4 separate regions of the Mus musculus genome follow, and regions 2, 3 and 4 are each linked to region 1. The links are chromatin contacts, called in public Hi-C and promoter capture Hi-C maps. All regions are on one chromosome and are shown on one strand. Each heading gives the region's core, a stretch centred on a gene start, on an enhancer-like site or on the middle of the called end of the contact. The rest is flanking DNA. Distances are from core to core; before and after follow the strand shown. Region 1 holds the start of Ncoa7 (nuclear receptor coactivator 7). Region 2 holds the start of Nt5dc1 (5'-nucleotidase domain containing 1). Region 3 holds the start of Tspyl1 (testis-specific protein, Y-encoded-like 1). Region 4 holds the start of Zup1 (zinc finger containing ubiquitin peptidase 1).

The links. Promoter capture Hi-C pulls out the DNA fragments that hold promoters and counts their contacts. A called contact is a pair of places that touch in the nucleus more often than the background predicts.
Region 2: a contact with region 1 is called in a Hi-C map of CD8 T cells, with 5 times the contacts expected there. The contact joins the promoter of Nt5dc1 here to the promoter of Ncoa7 in region 1. A contact is called at or near these places in 1 of 39 promoter capture datasets (pre-B cells) and 1 of 484 Hi-C or Micro-C datasets (CD8 T cells).
Region 3: a promoter capture Hi-C map of pre-B cells shows a contact between it and region 1. The contact joins the promoter of Tspyl1 here to the promoter of Ncoa7 in region 1. A contact is called at or near these places in 2 of 39 promoter capture datasets (cranial neural crest and pre-B cells).
Region 4: a contact with region 1 is called in a promoter capture Hi-C map of pre-B cells. The contact joins the promoter of Zup1 here to the promoter of Ncoa7 in region 1. A contact is called at or near these places in 1 of 39 promoter capture datasets (pre-B cells) and 1 of 484 Hi-C or Micro-C datasets (B cells).

Annotation. Positions count from the first base shown.
Region 1 is chr10:30,801,493-30,805,258 of GRCm38.p6, forward strand. Ncoa7 (nuclear receptor coactivator 7) reads right to left here and starts at 1,834. Exons shown (of 16, transcript NM_172495.6): 1 at 1,337-1,834.
Region 2 is chr10:34,416,529-34,420,294 of GRCm38.p6, forward strand. It overlaps Nt5dc1 (5'-nucleotidase domain containing 1), which reads right to left and starts at 2,023. Exons shown (of 12, transcript NM_176968.5): 1 at 1,833-2,023. The coding sequence starts at 1,925.
Region 3 is chr10:34,280,060-34,283,825 of GRCm38.p6, forward strand. Tspyl1 (testis-specific protein, Y-encoded-like 1) reads left to right here and starts at 2,131. Exons shown (of 1, transcript NM_009433.3): 1 at 2,131-3,766. The coding sequence starts at 2,222. The coding sequence ends at 3,361. All of the region lies in intron 1 of Gm26564 (a long non-coding RNA gene), which reads right to left.
Region 4 is chr10:33,949,327-33,953,092 of GRCm38.p6, forward strand. It overlaps Zup1 (zinc finger containing ubiquitin peptidase 1), which reads right to left and starts at 1,933. Exons shown (of 11, transcript NM_001359455.1): 1 at 1,805-1,933; 2 at 422-538; 3 at 1-172. The coding sequence starts at 158.

The DNA.
Region 1 (3,766 bases), core at 584-3,083:
TTAATAGATTTCTTTAAACATAAATTCTGCCTTCTAAATTGTTTTTTTAAAGTAAAATTGAAATGGTATTAATTGCTATAACACTGGAAAGTGGACACGAAGGGAACCTTAACAGAGCCTTGCTGTTGACGCCGGAAATGTCAATGAAAAATAACCAAGTTAGCCTGTTTATAGAAAGAAGCAATTATTTAAAATACAGTTAATTGCACTAGCAACAACAACAACAATCTTATACTATAATTTTAAATGGTTGGGTTATATACAATGTGTATCTTGAAATACAATTTCATTCATTCAACAAATAACCAACAAACAGCTATAAGGCATTCAACATTGGGGAATTAGAGAATGGGAAGAGAAGGGGGGGGTGGTCGAGGAGTAGCAGGGGGAAGAGGACCTGGTAATGATGGTGATTCTGTCCTCTTAGTATTTATATTGATTCAGTTAGCCAAAATCTTTAATCTGAAATAGTGCTTATAAAATTGGAGCTTACAATAACAATTTTTTCAAAATTCTAAACCTTATTGCTTAACGTAAAATCCAAAACGGCAGCCTGAGAGGAAACAATTTTATTAAAAGCCCTAATGTATTACTTTTATTTCAAGAACAGGAAAAAAAGACTCAACCAGATTCTCAGAAAAGCAAGGGTCAGCTCAGAGTTGAAGGCGAGGCCGGAGACAAGACTGCCTCTGCTGGCGCATCTTTCAGAGTCTCAACTCCCGACACCTGTATCAAACTTGCAGCTCTCAAACCCATTGGCTCCAGTCAGCTTTATCCTACGAGAACACGCCAGCCTCATCCATCACCTACCTAGGTAATCTGATTTCTAGAAAGACTTTCCTTAAACTGACACCCAAAATGTTAAAGTGTTTGCACCACTGACTTTATATACCACTCGGCTAGCTGTAAATTACACAAAAATTCATAACCACCCCTAAATACCTCTAAAACAACAACCGTGGTCGTCTACATTTTAGCAAAAAGAACAGGAAGAACGCATTTGCTGATCCTGTTTTTTAAAAATGCAATGACACAATCTACTTGAGCTCGAGAAAAAGGCAACGGTCTCCTTTCAAAGAAGCTCCGCGCCAACCTATCCTTCCAAGCTCTCCCAGCCCCCAACCGAGGGTCCCCTGATTGTTAGCGAGGAGGGTCCAGTGGCCCTGCGCCCCGGCTCGGCCTCGAACGTTCCAAGCAGAGCGTTTCGGGTCCCCCGGGGGCTGCGCCCAGCGCCATTAGTACACCTCGGCAGCCCAGGAGGGAGGCTCCGGTTCTTCCTGGCCGCAGCATCAGCAGCCGGTAGCCTTCAAGGCCTGGCCCCGCCTCGGCGACCTACCTACTGGGCGGGGGCGCGGGCTCCGCGGGTCTGGGCGAAGTGGTTCGGGAGCACGCATTTCTGGGAGCCGTGGCCTCTGCCGCTGGGCGCTGGGAAGCGCATCCTCCGGGGTGGGAGGAGGGGGAGGGCCGGGGAGGGGATCGCCCGCCGAGGAGGAGCTAAGGGAGGCGTCAGGCGCTGCGGGGTGCGCTCCTGAAGGGCTCCGGAGTGCCGATCTGGCCCGAGCAGCCGCCGCCGGGGTGCTCGAGGCCTCGCCCAGGTACCTGCAGCAGCACCCACGGTCAGGGCGCCGGGCGCGAGCTGGGCGGAAGGCGGGGAGCTGCGGTGGCGCGACGCCAGCCCGGCGCCCGCCTCTAGCTCCGCCCGACCCGGGGCGCGCGCTGCACTCGTCTGCTGCGGCTGGGACCCGGGAGCTCAGCCGACCGCCTTAGCGATGCGGGCTGCAGCTGCGACATCTTGCCTGCCCCGTGCGACCTCGGAGCCGCAGGCTGGACAGCCTCGAGGTGGCTCGGGCCCCCGAACCCTGGGCCCAGCGGCTCCGCCCCGGAGAGCTGCGCGCGCGGCCTCCGCAGGCCCCGGCCATTTGTGACGCTGTGATGGTCAGGCAGTCAGTGAACCGAGTACGGTCTGCTTACCTGGCCCCTAATCTTATCCCTTTTAGCTGGCTCCTGTCTGGATCTTGGAGGGAAGTTAGCGCTTATGGGCACATGTGGAGTTAGAGCCCTTGCTGGAGCCTTAAAGTCCTTTTACTTCACCTTCCAGCTCTAGGACTAGGGGCAACCATAAATTCATCCTCTGTCATTTCCAGCATTGCCTTTGGCAAAGAGGCCCACTGTCTTCTTCTGTCCCCGGTACAACATCCTATAAGCTGCCCAATTGTAAACCTTATAGCCAAGGCAATGCGATGTAGCAACGGGCAGTTCAGCTGGCTCTTGGCTGGGGCTGGAGAGCAGCTGAGTGGGAAGGTTTTTTTGTTTTTTCTTTTTTTTTTTGTATGAGCCCAGGGCCCTGTTTCTGTGAGCTTCCAACCTGTATTGGACGCTGTTCCCTTTACAGTCCAGTGGCTATAACTGCAAGATGACTCGGAGGATCTGATCGTGAAGATCACTCTTAAATACAGGAAGAAAAAAGTGTGTGTGTGACAGGTGTGTCCTAAGCCATCAACACACACAGTACATAGAGGCTTCCCCAGGTTGCTGCTGCTTCTTGGTACTGCCAGTCTCTCTGGAGGGTGGAGCAAAGCCCTTAGCAGCCATGACTCTGAGATTTCAGCAGCAGATGATGTTACATGGTCATGCAAATATGGAATCACTTCCTGGTTTTGCACTGACCATCTGTAAATTCTGACATCGGGTTTGCATGTTTATGCTTTGAGTAGGAGACACTTCTTTCTGTGTTCTTTACACCCCTTTTGGTATCAACCTTGAGTGCAGGCTCTGCTGCAGGTACTGTTCCCACCCTTTAACTCGGTCAGCACCCTTTTGTGCCTATGAACCCAAGGTTCTGACGAGAAATAAAATAGGCCTTGATTTCTTTTCTCTTAGGCAAAAGTATAACTGAGTATGTGTTCAAAGTGGTGACTTGCTGATAGAGTGTTCCCCAAGTTTTCCAATGCAATGCCAAACAATGACACTGTCTTCATTATCTCCCCTGGAAGTACATGATGGATCACATGCTAAGGATAGTTTGTCACTAAAGTGAAAGTCTGAATAGAATGGGGAGTTGTACTCAAATGGTTGGGATTGGGGGTGCTTCTAATTTAAAGATTCTTTGGTCATTCTTTTTTGTGACTGAGTATTGACTGATTCTTCTGAGTATTGACTGATTCATCTGAGTCTTGTCTTCACACAGAAATCGGAATTAGCATCGTCTACATCCCTCTTATCCAGAATAGTACCCATCAGTCAAATGTGTTCATTCAAACTTAATGAAATACAATTGTTACGACTTCCAGTCTGTTAGTTATACATATAAGTTCTAAAAAGACAAATAAAGCTTGTGATTGCCTTTTGGACAACACAGGACCCAACATTTCCTTATTACAGGGAATTCTTCTGGAATGCTTGCCAGATTTCAATGGGTAGGAAAGATATACAGAAAGAATTGGAGGTAATTTGGGTGCAGCTAGATCAAATACTATTAGAATATATACATAAGAGCATGATAATCCTTAAGAATTCACAGATTGCCTTTGGACTACAGCTTCAGCATGTGCTGGCCTTGGATACATTTCTAACTGATGCTTTTATCTTCAAAGGTGGATGATCGCAGCACCATCTTCATAGGGTAGATACAGGGAATGAAGTAATTCATGAACAGTATGTATCATGTAGAATGTGTAATCAATAGAAGTCAGCTATTATTATAATAGCATGTGTTAGGGTGACAAAAGTTTTCTTTTCAAAACTTGTATCCCTGAACTGGACACTA
Region 2 (3,766 bases), core at 773-3,272, 3.6 Mb after region 1:
ATACCAAAAAGGGGGAAAAAAAGTGACTGTGTCATCATATTCAGTTAATTCCAACCACATCGTAAATCACTAAGCCCAGTATGCTCAAGACATAGAAAACACTGTTTTCTGTAACTCAGAAGACAGAGGCTCTCGGGGGCTGGGGGTGGGGGAGTCCAAAGAGTAACTAGAATATATAAAGCTTCTGCTGAGCATTTGGAGAAGTAAGGTTTAAAGAAATTGTAAGTGGTGACACAAAAGGCTTCCTAGGAGGGAAGAGAAGGACGGCGGTGGGAGGGTGATTTCATAATTTAAGTACTTAAGATGAGACCCCACATGATGAAGAGACACTGAATGGAAGGGAAGAGACCCTCCCTCCGGGACAGGCAATAGCAAGCCTTGGCAAATACTCCTCTCCCCCATAAGAATGCAAAAGAACTTTACATCGTCTTTCTGGTAACAGGTTGCTAACCACAGAGAGGCTCCTACTTGTGTGTGGTTGATGTGTGTCCCTAACTATGTCCTGGTGTTCAGCACTCGGTGAGACTTAGGATTTCTATACCAAGCATAACCAAGATTCACCAGGGTATCGTTTTCAGCCTTTAATCAGCACTGCGATTCAAAACTTGCAGTAGAGTATCTTCTGAATCTTCTATCCTAAAATGTGTATGCTCACACACGCACAAAACTGGCTTTTTAACATGACAGAGGTTAAACAACATTCTCCATGAACGACAGTGAATACAGATGAAGGGCATAAGATGAACCAGACTGGAATCTGAACGCCGTGGAAGGAAAGAAATTAGCACCCAGAGAACACTCTGAAAGAGTAGCCAAAGGACCAAGACTTAAATGTCTTTAAACTATGAGAAAGGAAATGAGATCTGTGCAACTGGCAAGCAAAACAGAGCCCCAGCAGGGACACACACCTTTTTTTTTTTTTAAAGCATCTGTATGCTTGAAAACACACCGGAGTGATTCAGGAGCCTCATTTTTGATTTTGGAGAATCTGACCAACTGGGGCACTGACAGGACTACACTGACTGTGGTCTGCACTAGTGATGTGGTGGGTGCTAACCGTAATAGCAAACAATCGGCTGCACACTTAATCCTCGAAAGGTTAATTGAGAAGGAACCCAGATTATTTGCCCAGTGTCACAGGGCTAGGCACTTGGTGCCAGGGTCCCGAACCAGGGACTTTGACTGCAGAGTCCTGCTTAGACTTCTCACTGTGATATTCTTAATTCTTTAGTTTCTTGTGAACCCAAAGGGTCAGAGAAAGCAGGGCGATTAAGATGAGGGTATAAGCCTACAAATAAAGCAATCTAATCCCCTCATATTCTGGGTAGATTCTGTTGAGATTACAACTTTATTTAAAACGCACAGATCAAGTAGTACGTGCACAATAAATGCTTGTTTTCTTCTCTTGGTAAAGACAAAAGGAGGTCTAAGATGTTAACGACTTCTCCCAGTGTTTCTCACAATACTATTTATTATACAGTCTCTCCCTGTATGAAATACTTAAACTCTGACAGGTGATTACTTGGGTGTGCAAAAGGAAAGATGCAGCCATGTTTTCTTGAAGTTCAAAACAAGTGGCTGTACCCACTCAGCTGGTGCCCAGAGGAGTTGGAAAAAATAATAGGGCCTGGGATCAACAAATGACACACAAAGCCCCTGACCCCGCTTTTTCAGGGTTCTACAAGTCGGCTTCCCGGCTCGGTCTTGCGCTATCTTCTGCCCCTGGCTTCCTCCTCAAGACCGCAGAACCCCTGAAAGTACACTTCCGCCCAGCGGCCGGGGACCTACGACACTCTACACAGCCGCCTTTAGAGGCTGTCCGTGCCACTCACCCGGGCGCTCTCGGGCAGGTTGTAGCGGCACAGCGTGTGGTCGAGATCGAAGCCGACCACGTCGCAGGCGCCCAGGGAGAAGTGCTGAGCCATGGCAGGGCAGCGGCGGGTAACGCAGACCGGAAGGCCGGTAGAGCATGCGAGAAGTTGCCGGGACTCTACAAGCGTAACTCGCAGGCAGGACGCGGAGCGGGGCGGGGCTTGACGGGGCGGGGCTTGACGGGGCGGAGCTTGGCGGGGCGGAGGCTTATATAAGACAGACGGGCGGGGCGTGGTCTGGTCGGGAGGAGCTAGTCAAGTAGGGCGGGTTCTGAGCACACTCCCGCGTCTCCAAGTCAGTGGCCTGTCTGCCTCCTGGATCGCCCCAGTTTTGCTGGCTGGTTCAGGCCAGTTCCACGGCTTGCTTCCAGCTAGTACAGTGCAGCAGGAGCTAAAATGCTCAACTAGGACCCTGCTAGCCAATGTCCTTAATGTAGCTTAAGGTTTCACAGAATTAGTGGGAATTCTCGTTCATTTTTCAGGCGCCACACTACTAAATGATACCAGTGAAACCTCATCCCTTGAGGCTTGAGTGTGGGAGCAGTGTGTGAGAAAATTATGAGCACAAATAACTGTTGGACCCTGTGATGGTTTGTATATTCTTGGACTAGGGAGTGACACCATTTGGAGGTGTGGCCTTGTTGGAATAGGTGTGACCAGGTTGGAATAGGTGTGTCACTGTGGGCGTGGGCATAAGATCCTCACCCTAGTTGCCTGGAAGTCAGTCTTCCACTAGCAGCCTTTGGATGAAGACATAGAACGCTCAGCTCTGCCTGCACCATGCCTGCCTGGATGCTGCCATGCTCCCACCTTGATGATAATGGACTGAACCTCTGTACCTGTAAGCCAGCCCCAATTAAATGTTGTTTTTTATAAGACTTGCCTTGGTCATGGTGTCTGTTCACAGCAGTAAAACTCTGACTAATACAGACCCCTTTAGCATACAGTTTGGTAAGTGGACTTTGAAAGTTGAATCAACAGCTTTATTACTCTATAGTTTGGTAATAAGACATGAAAGACATTCCTGGCATCATTTCAGCCATTGGAATGCATTAAAAAATATATTACGTATTATGGAAGACCACCTTACCAAAAACACCAAGGCTGGTTGTATTAGTCAGGGTTCTCTAAAGACACAGAACTTATGGAATGAGTTCTCTATATATTAAAGGAATGTATTGTGATGACTTATAGTCTGTAGTTCAACTCACCGAGCATTGGTCAACTGTTAATAGGAATTCGAAGAGTTTGGTAGTTGCTCCGTCCCGTGAGGCTAGTTGTTTGAACTGGTCTTCTGTAGAAGTAGGTCTTGTGAGACTAGGCTGGGGCCTAGCAAACACAGAAGTGGATGCTCACAGTCAGCTATTGGATGGATCACAAAGCCCCCAATGGAGGAGCTAGAGAACATATCCAAGGAGCTAAAGGGATCTACAACCCTATAGGTGGAACAACAATATGAACTAACCAGTACCCCGGAGCTCTTGACTCTAGCTGCATATGTATCAAAAGATGGCCTAGTCGGCCATCACTGGAAAGAGAGGCCTATTGGACACGCAAACTTTATATGCCCCAGTACAGGGGAATGCCAGGGCCCAAAAATGGGAATGGGTGGGTAGGGAAGTGTGTGTGTGTGGGGGGTATGGGGGATAGCATTCTAAATGTAATTGAGGAAAATACGTAGTAATAAAAAATATTAATAAAAAAGAAAAAGAAAAAGAGTGAATCTTCCTTCTTCCAATGTCCCTGGGTAGGCTTCTATGAGAAAGTGTGGCTCAGATTAAAGGTGCATACCACCATGCCTGGATCTAGGACTTGCTTTGTCCCAGGCTGACCTTGAATCCAGATATCACCTTGCCTCAGTCTCCTGGGATTAAAGGCCTGTACTACCTTGCCTG
Region 3 (3,766 bases), core at 881-3,380, 3.5 Mb after region 1:
GCTACCTACTTTATATATCATTTTATACTTTATACATCTTGTGTCATCTTCATATTAGAGTTCTAAAATATAAATGATAGTTTCCATTTTAAGTATTAACAATTATTTGAAATTGTGGGGCAGTGGTGGCACATGCCTTTAATCCCAGCACTCTGGAGGCGTAAGCACCAGATAGAGTTCCAGGACAGCCAAGGCTACACATAGAAACCGTCTTGAAAAACAAAGACAAAAATCAAAACAAATCAAATTAATTCATTGATTGGTTGTGTGTGTGTGTTTGTGTGCCATGGGGGATCCTTGTGGTGAACAAAGGAAAACTTGCAGGAGTCATTTTTTCTTTCTTCCCCATTGGTCCGGTCTTGGGGATTAAACTTATCTTTAGGCTACGCAGCAAGCACCTTTGCCTGCCTAGAGGGGTGACTTGTCCAGGTCAAACAAACCAAAGCTAGAACTTGAATCAAGTTGAAGACAAATGGGGACCTTGTCAGACTAAACAAAACCAAGTGGACACTTCTATATGATAGTTAGTGGAAAATAATAATAAAATGAATCATGTCTAAGATGCATCGTCTAACATTCATAGTTTAGTCTCAGTAAAAGACTGTGGCTCAATTTCATTTACAAGAATCCATTCTGTCATAGGTGTAGCATCATTTTCTAAAGGAGAAGTCGCTCCCTCTAGTGACAGTCGTTGGAAATAACACGCCTAGCAAGAATTTAACCGTGGAAATTCCTTTCTCTGTGTGGAAGAAACAGTGCAAGGGAGAGAGGAGGAGACATTATTTACCAGAACTTCACCAAAATTGGATTACAGTTTCAGAAGACCTGACATAGGCATCTGTGTCACTCTCCATCCGCAGTTACTTTTATGAGATGTGTAATTTTCTAACCACGCCATTCTTATTGGTGCGTTTACCACTGTGATAAATGCCACGTCATATAGTTCTTATAATAACCTAAGTCGGTGACCCCTTTGCTATACTAAAATCGCCACCACTACAGTAAGCTTTATAGTAAAATTGTTAAATTTTCTATTTATGTGTGTAGATGGGTTATATTGTCTATGAACTTTATCGAAAAACGTTAAATGGTGTTTTGGAAATATTTGTTATACAGAAGGTGACATTTTTCTGGTAAATTTGAATTTGAGGACCACGAATAACTACCTTCTTTTTCTCAAAACAGAAAGGAAATGAATGTGTTCTTAAATATTAATCTATTTATGGATGCGGAAAGGAGGTGGGAGAAAATATGTATCAACTTGATATAGACTATGCATTTATGCCTATGTCCTAAAGTGACGTCACATCCCGTTCAGAGAACCCGGGAATCAAATGTCCAGGGCTCAAATCATCGCTCTGTCATTTTCTATGTTATTCTGGTAAGAGACCCAGTCTCTCCTTGTCTCAATAAAATGGATATCTTAATACATCAGAGGATTGTTATGCAAACTATTCGATGCCACGGTGCAAGACACACCAGTAAAAACAATCATTAATGATGACCACAAAATCTTTTCCAAAAAGAATAATTCCCAAAGCAAACCCACAGATCTTTGTTCCCCAGTAACGTCAGAGCTTAGAATAGAACTGAGTTTTTATTATTATTTTGAGCCAACGTGTATGCAGCCCAGGTTAGCCTCCAAGTCAACGATCCTCCTCAGCACCAGAGCACTGAGGCGACAGACAAGGGCCATCACACCAAGCTAGACTTCATTATTTTTTTCAGTTCTGTGGTGGTGGTGGTGGTGGTGGTGGTGGTGGTGGTGGTGGTGGGGAACCGTGGCATTCACCTTGGTTAATACAAACATTTGGCTCCTAGCTTTGTCTAATACCAGGAGGTGTTTTTACCGTTCCACATAAGTGGAAAGGGGATGAACTTGTTTGCAGACACAGACACACACACGGCTGCAGCCCGGATGCGGGCGAAGGGTCCAGAAGCCAGGTCCAGAAGCCCCGCCACTGTCTTCAGTCTCCTAGGATGATTGACATCCCTTTACGGAAACAAACGTGACAACCGCTATCCGCTACATTTACAGAAGCCAAACAAATACGGAAGTCACGAGCTGAAGAACCAATCAGGTGCGCTGCAGGTTCTCGCGAGACTTGCGGGCTGTGGCTCTGGCGTCACTGCGCTGGAGAGAGCGAGGGGCGGAGCTGGGGTTGCGGGGGACCGTGAGGGTTGTTGTTTGTAGGCGGAGGTCTGCGCGACTAGACCCGACATGAGCAGCCCGGAGCGGGACGAGGGGACCCCTGTCCCCGACAGCCGCGGCCACTGCGATGCTGACACTGTCTCGGGGACCCCAGACCGGCGACCGCTGCTCGGCGAGGAGAAGGCGGTGACAGGTGAGGGCCGCGCAGGGATCGTGGGGAGCCCCGCGCCCCGAGATGTCGAGGGCCTTGTCCCCCAGATTCGGGTGGCCGCAGCTAGGCAGGGAGAGTCACCTCCTTCCGTTCGGGGCCCCGCGGCAGCGGTGTTCGTGACACCGAAATATGTGGAGAAGGCCCAAGAAACTCGGGGAGCGGAGTCCCAGGCCCGTGACGTGAAGACGGAACCGGGCACCGTCGCGGCTGCAGCGGAAAAGTCAGAAGTGGCCACGCCAGGGAGCGAGGAGGTGATGGAGGTGGAGCAGAAGCCCGCGGGCGAAGAAATGGAGATGCTGGAGGCGAGTGGAGGAGTGAGGGAGGCGCCGGAGGAGGCAGGGCCCTGGCACCTGGGCATAGATCTTCGCAGGAACCCGCTGGAGGCCATCCAGCTGGAACTGGACACTGTGAATGCTCAGGCCGACAGGGCCTTCCAACATCTGGAGCAGAAGTTTGGGCGAATGCGACGACACTACCTGGAACGGAGGAACTACATCATTCAGAATATCCCAGGCTTCTGGATGACTGCCTTCCGGAACCACCCTCAGTTGTCCGCCATGATTAGGGGTCGGGATGCAGAGATGTTAAGGTACGTAACCAGTCTGGAGGTGAAGGAACTGAGACACCCTAAGACTGGCTGCAAATTCAAGTTCTTTTTTCGAAGAAACCCCTACTTCAGAAACAAGCTGATTGTCAAGGAATATGAAGTGAGATCATCTGGTCGAGTGGTGTCTCTTTCCACTCCAATCATTTGGCGGAGAGGGCATGAGCCCCAGTCCTTCATTCGCAGAAACCAAGATCTCATTTGCAGCTTCTTCACCTGGTTCTCGGACCACAGCCTTCCAGAATCTGACAGAATCGCTGAGATTATCAAAGAGGATCTGTGGCCAAACCCACTGCAATACTACCTGTGTCGTGAAGGAATCCGTAGACCCCGACGTCGCCCAATAAGGGAGCCAGTGGAGATTCCCAGGCCTTTTGGCTTCCAGTCAGGTTAATCTTTGCATTTGAAAATGCGGCCGGAACTGGTCCCTTCTCACCTGTGCTTGAGCAAATGCAACGGGTATGCAGTGTTTTGATTTCTTTCCTCCTGACTTTTCTGCATCTTCTATCTGGATAGTCTCCACCTCGAGATTAAGACTGGACATGCTTCTGCTTTCCCATGGCCTTCATGCTGTTCTGAATTAGTATCTGCTGGTTCACGGCCCTGGCTTATACCCTTTCTAAGCTCAACAATGAAACTGTATGTTACACTGCCTTTACACTGTTTGGACCCTATTGTTTTCAGTCTTACCTGTTTACTGCCACCTAGATGTCTTGCTTTAACTGGGGGCCCTTCTATTTATCTGTTCATCATGTGGCAACGTGGACACAGAGTTTTTGGACAGTTGCTGAGCCTAAAC
Region 4 (3,766 bases), core at 683-3,182, 3.1 Mb after region 1:
AAATGAACAGTTTCGATATGAAAACATATTTCGTTGTAATTTATACCTGACAACTTGCAAAATGGACAGATAATTTCATTTTCCATGTGAACAATTAGGTGAGCTTTCATATCTGGTTCTGAGTTTACAGTTTCACCACATATGTTGCAGGAAAGCATGGCAGAGCATGGGCCTAGAATAGAAGTAAAACAAAATTGTAAATTTGAAAGTCAAAGTTGAAGAAAAGCACATTTCATAAAAATGATTTGGGACTCTTCTGTGGAGTATTTAGAGCTATATTAGCTTTGGCAAAGAAAAATTCACTGTACTTATCATTCCTTAAATAAACACACTTATTTATAATATGTCCTAAGAAAGCCTAGCTACAGGTCAAGCATTCTTAATCCAAAAATTTAAACTCCATATGCTCCAAAATCCAAACCTTCTGAGCTGACATGTCCCAGTGGATCTATGCCTGATCTCAAACCTTCTGAGCAGACAGGTCCCAAGTGGATCTATGCCTGATCACACGATGTAGGACAGTCAAAACACTGGCACACTGAAAATAGAAATACATACAGAGAAATATGTTTTAAAATACAAGCTATATATGACACAAACAAACTTTATGTTTAGTATTGTATTTCTACATATTCTAGATAAAGGATATTGTGCCTGAATGTCAAGATATCAGAGGTAATAATAAGAAAATTTATGAGTAAAACATTTCAACAAGGCATTGGTGATACACCCTTTTAATCTCAGCACTCCTGAGGCAGAGAGCAGGTGGATCTGTTAGTTGGAGGCCAGCCATAGCTGAGTTCCAAACCATTCAGGGCTGCATAGTGAGACTCCATCTCAAAAAACAATAATACAAGGCATTTCGTCCAACAGGTAGAAAAAAAAGTATATTTAATAAGTTGTCCATGTAAAATAAAGTAAAACAGAAGGCTAATGTTGATCAACATATTTACTTGCATGTAGTAGAATGAGGAGGGTAAATCCACCTTAGTTCACTTCAGAGCTTTATATGTGTCAAACTTAATACCACTGCTGTGGTTTTACATACATGGAAACCCTGGACCAGACAGGTCACTACAGTCAGATAACGATGGAAGGTAAACACCGCAGAGCCCAAAGGTAAAAGCTGTGAGCATTGTAGGAAAACAGCACTTACCGCCAAGATCTAGGAAACTGGGGTATAGACGCTGGTTTCATTAGGTTAGCTAACAGCTCAACCCTCGGAAGTTCATTTTCAAACGAGTTATGAGATTGATGGGCTAATGGGAGATGGACTACTTGTAGGGAGGTGCTAAAACAAAACAAAACCTTTTAACGCAATCACAAACCCAGACCTTCCCCTAGACTATCACCTGGCTGTCACGTATTTTAGTAATAGGAAGGAAAAACGAGGGCAACTATTCCCTTCATCTAATTTCAGCTTTACAAAATCTTTCTACATTTTCCTTTTTCTCGTTTCTCTTCAGACAGTAATAAGTTTCTGTTTCTAGAAGGAAGTTCTATCGATACCTAGTTTCGTTTCTTCCAAGGACTGGGGCACTGCAGATAAAGGACACACTACAAGTAAGGGGGGACCTTCGAAGGGCTAGCCTGGGTACGGGATGGCGAAGGTGGTAAGGCCCGAATCTGTCAAAGTTCTGAGCCAACGTCGCACCGGTGGGGCGCAGGGAACCGGACCTGCGGCCACCCGGAGCCGGCCTGCAGACCCGGACCCACGGCTAGACCGCCGCTCCTCCCCACCGCAGGAGCCAGCCACCGCCCGAAAGCGCGCCCCACACAGCCCGCCCGATCGCCAAGGACAGACCTCCCGAGACTGCCGCGCCGCGACCCAAAAGAGAGCCCAGGCCTCCAAGAGTCCTCCGCAGTCACAACAGACCTTCCTCACTGGCCAGAGAGGGTAGAGATCCCAGCATGCCCCGCTGCAGATCCGTCTGAGTTGCGGTGCATTGTGGGACTTGTGAGGGATTTTTGCAACTTTCGCTTGCACATCAGAGCATCACTGCCCCTCCCACCTTCCAGTTGCAGTTTCCACTCCAGATATGCTAAAACCGTAACTAGATTCTGAGTACATTTAAATGTCTGATTCTGCGGCAAACACCTGTTCCTGTTTACACAGTATCTGAGCTCTAAATTATGTTCTGCGGGTTAATTAAGACAAGTTCCTTTGTCAATATTACAAAGTTGCTTATCCAGTGTTAACAGTCTGTTTCTCCCTCTGGGGGATTGATCTACGAGGCAACTACGGACGTGTTTAAATATGAGGATGACATAATCTGACAAGTATAATATTTTTAAATTATTGGGTATCGTTGAACGTGATGCATGGAGGAAATACTATTTCCTTTAGTAGAATTCCTTCTTTTAGTAAAAAAAAAAAAAAATTCGAAGTCATTGTAAGAGTGAAAGTACTCTTACAGAACATTTTCAAGCTAAAAATGAGCACATTAGCAGTTAACCATTAGCTGCGAGGCCAACAACAATGAAATCATTTCTCCAGAGGTATAAAAACGTTCAGAAAACAGAACTTTGTGGAATGTCTAAACAAGGGGCAACTAAAACTCTGCTTCCAGATTTCCTCCTTCATCAGCTTCCCACTTGACTCGTCTTTTCCTCCAAGACAGTATTAGTTAACGAAAAAAGATGAACTGGCCATCTTCTGTAACCAGGTTGTTATGCCCAGTTTGCGGGAACCCCAGGAGACTGCCAGAAATTGGAAGACCAAATGTAATATACAAAGAGTTTTTATTAACCGGGACCCGGTTCGCTATCTTTCCCAATGCACAGTGACCCCTAAATCTAGGGGTTTAAGGTATATATAGGAGGATGCATAAACTGGGGCTCTCAACCCCTGGTGTTACATGATTGGGAAGAGGAAAAGAGAACCGATAGTATTTGTTCAGACAGGGAGGAGGAATTGCGCAGCTGGAACAAGACCTTTTTGACCTGGGAAGACATAACTTATCAAAGACCAGCGTGTTTTTATAACGCAGTCACAGCTGCCTGAGAATGAGTGGACTTTATCACTTCGAGAATACTAACTCCTGTCTCCTTCAAAGGTCGGAGCCATCTGTGCTTGGGAGAGTGCTTTTATGAAGGAAGGATCACAATATTCCGGCGCCAGATTGGGCTCTCTTTTGTCTGCCCTCTTCATAAGGCCTGAAGCATCTATGTTAGGGGAAAGGGGTACTAACTGCTCTGGCTGCATGCAGGGACAGGAGAGTGCAGTATTTGACGCGCAGAGATTGGGGCAGGTTTCCTGTGTTTCTTCACAGGCAAAGCTTCCAGTGGAGGACAGGAACACCAATGCAGCTACAAAACCTGCTACCTACAACCTGCCTGTAAGATGTGCTGGAGCAAAGGTGGCACAGAACTTGAGGGAGTGGCCAACCAATGACTGGTCTAATTTCAGGCCTAGGTCACTAGAGGGAGCAGATTCCCAAAAAAAAAAAAAAAAAAAAAAAAAAAAGATGTTCCAAAAAAATTAAGTTTTGAAACATGTAGTTTGAAGAAATGCTAATTTTTGTATTTAGCTTTTGTGTAGATTTTGACTAAAGGCACATAAATTCGGATCACCAGTATTTATATTGCTTAAGTAAAAGGCTAATGCAAGATTAAAAAAAAAAAAAAAAAAACTTTGCAGAATATCTAAATAAGGGGTAGCTAAAACTCCCCCTCCAGATTTGCTCCATTACCAGTATCCATGAGATTCATCTTTCTCTTCAATCCAGGATTAGTGAGGAAAATGACCCATAAACACAATGTAAAT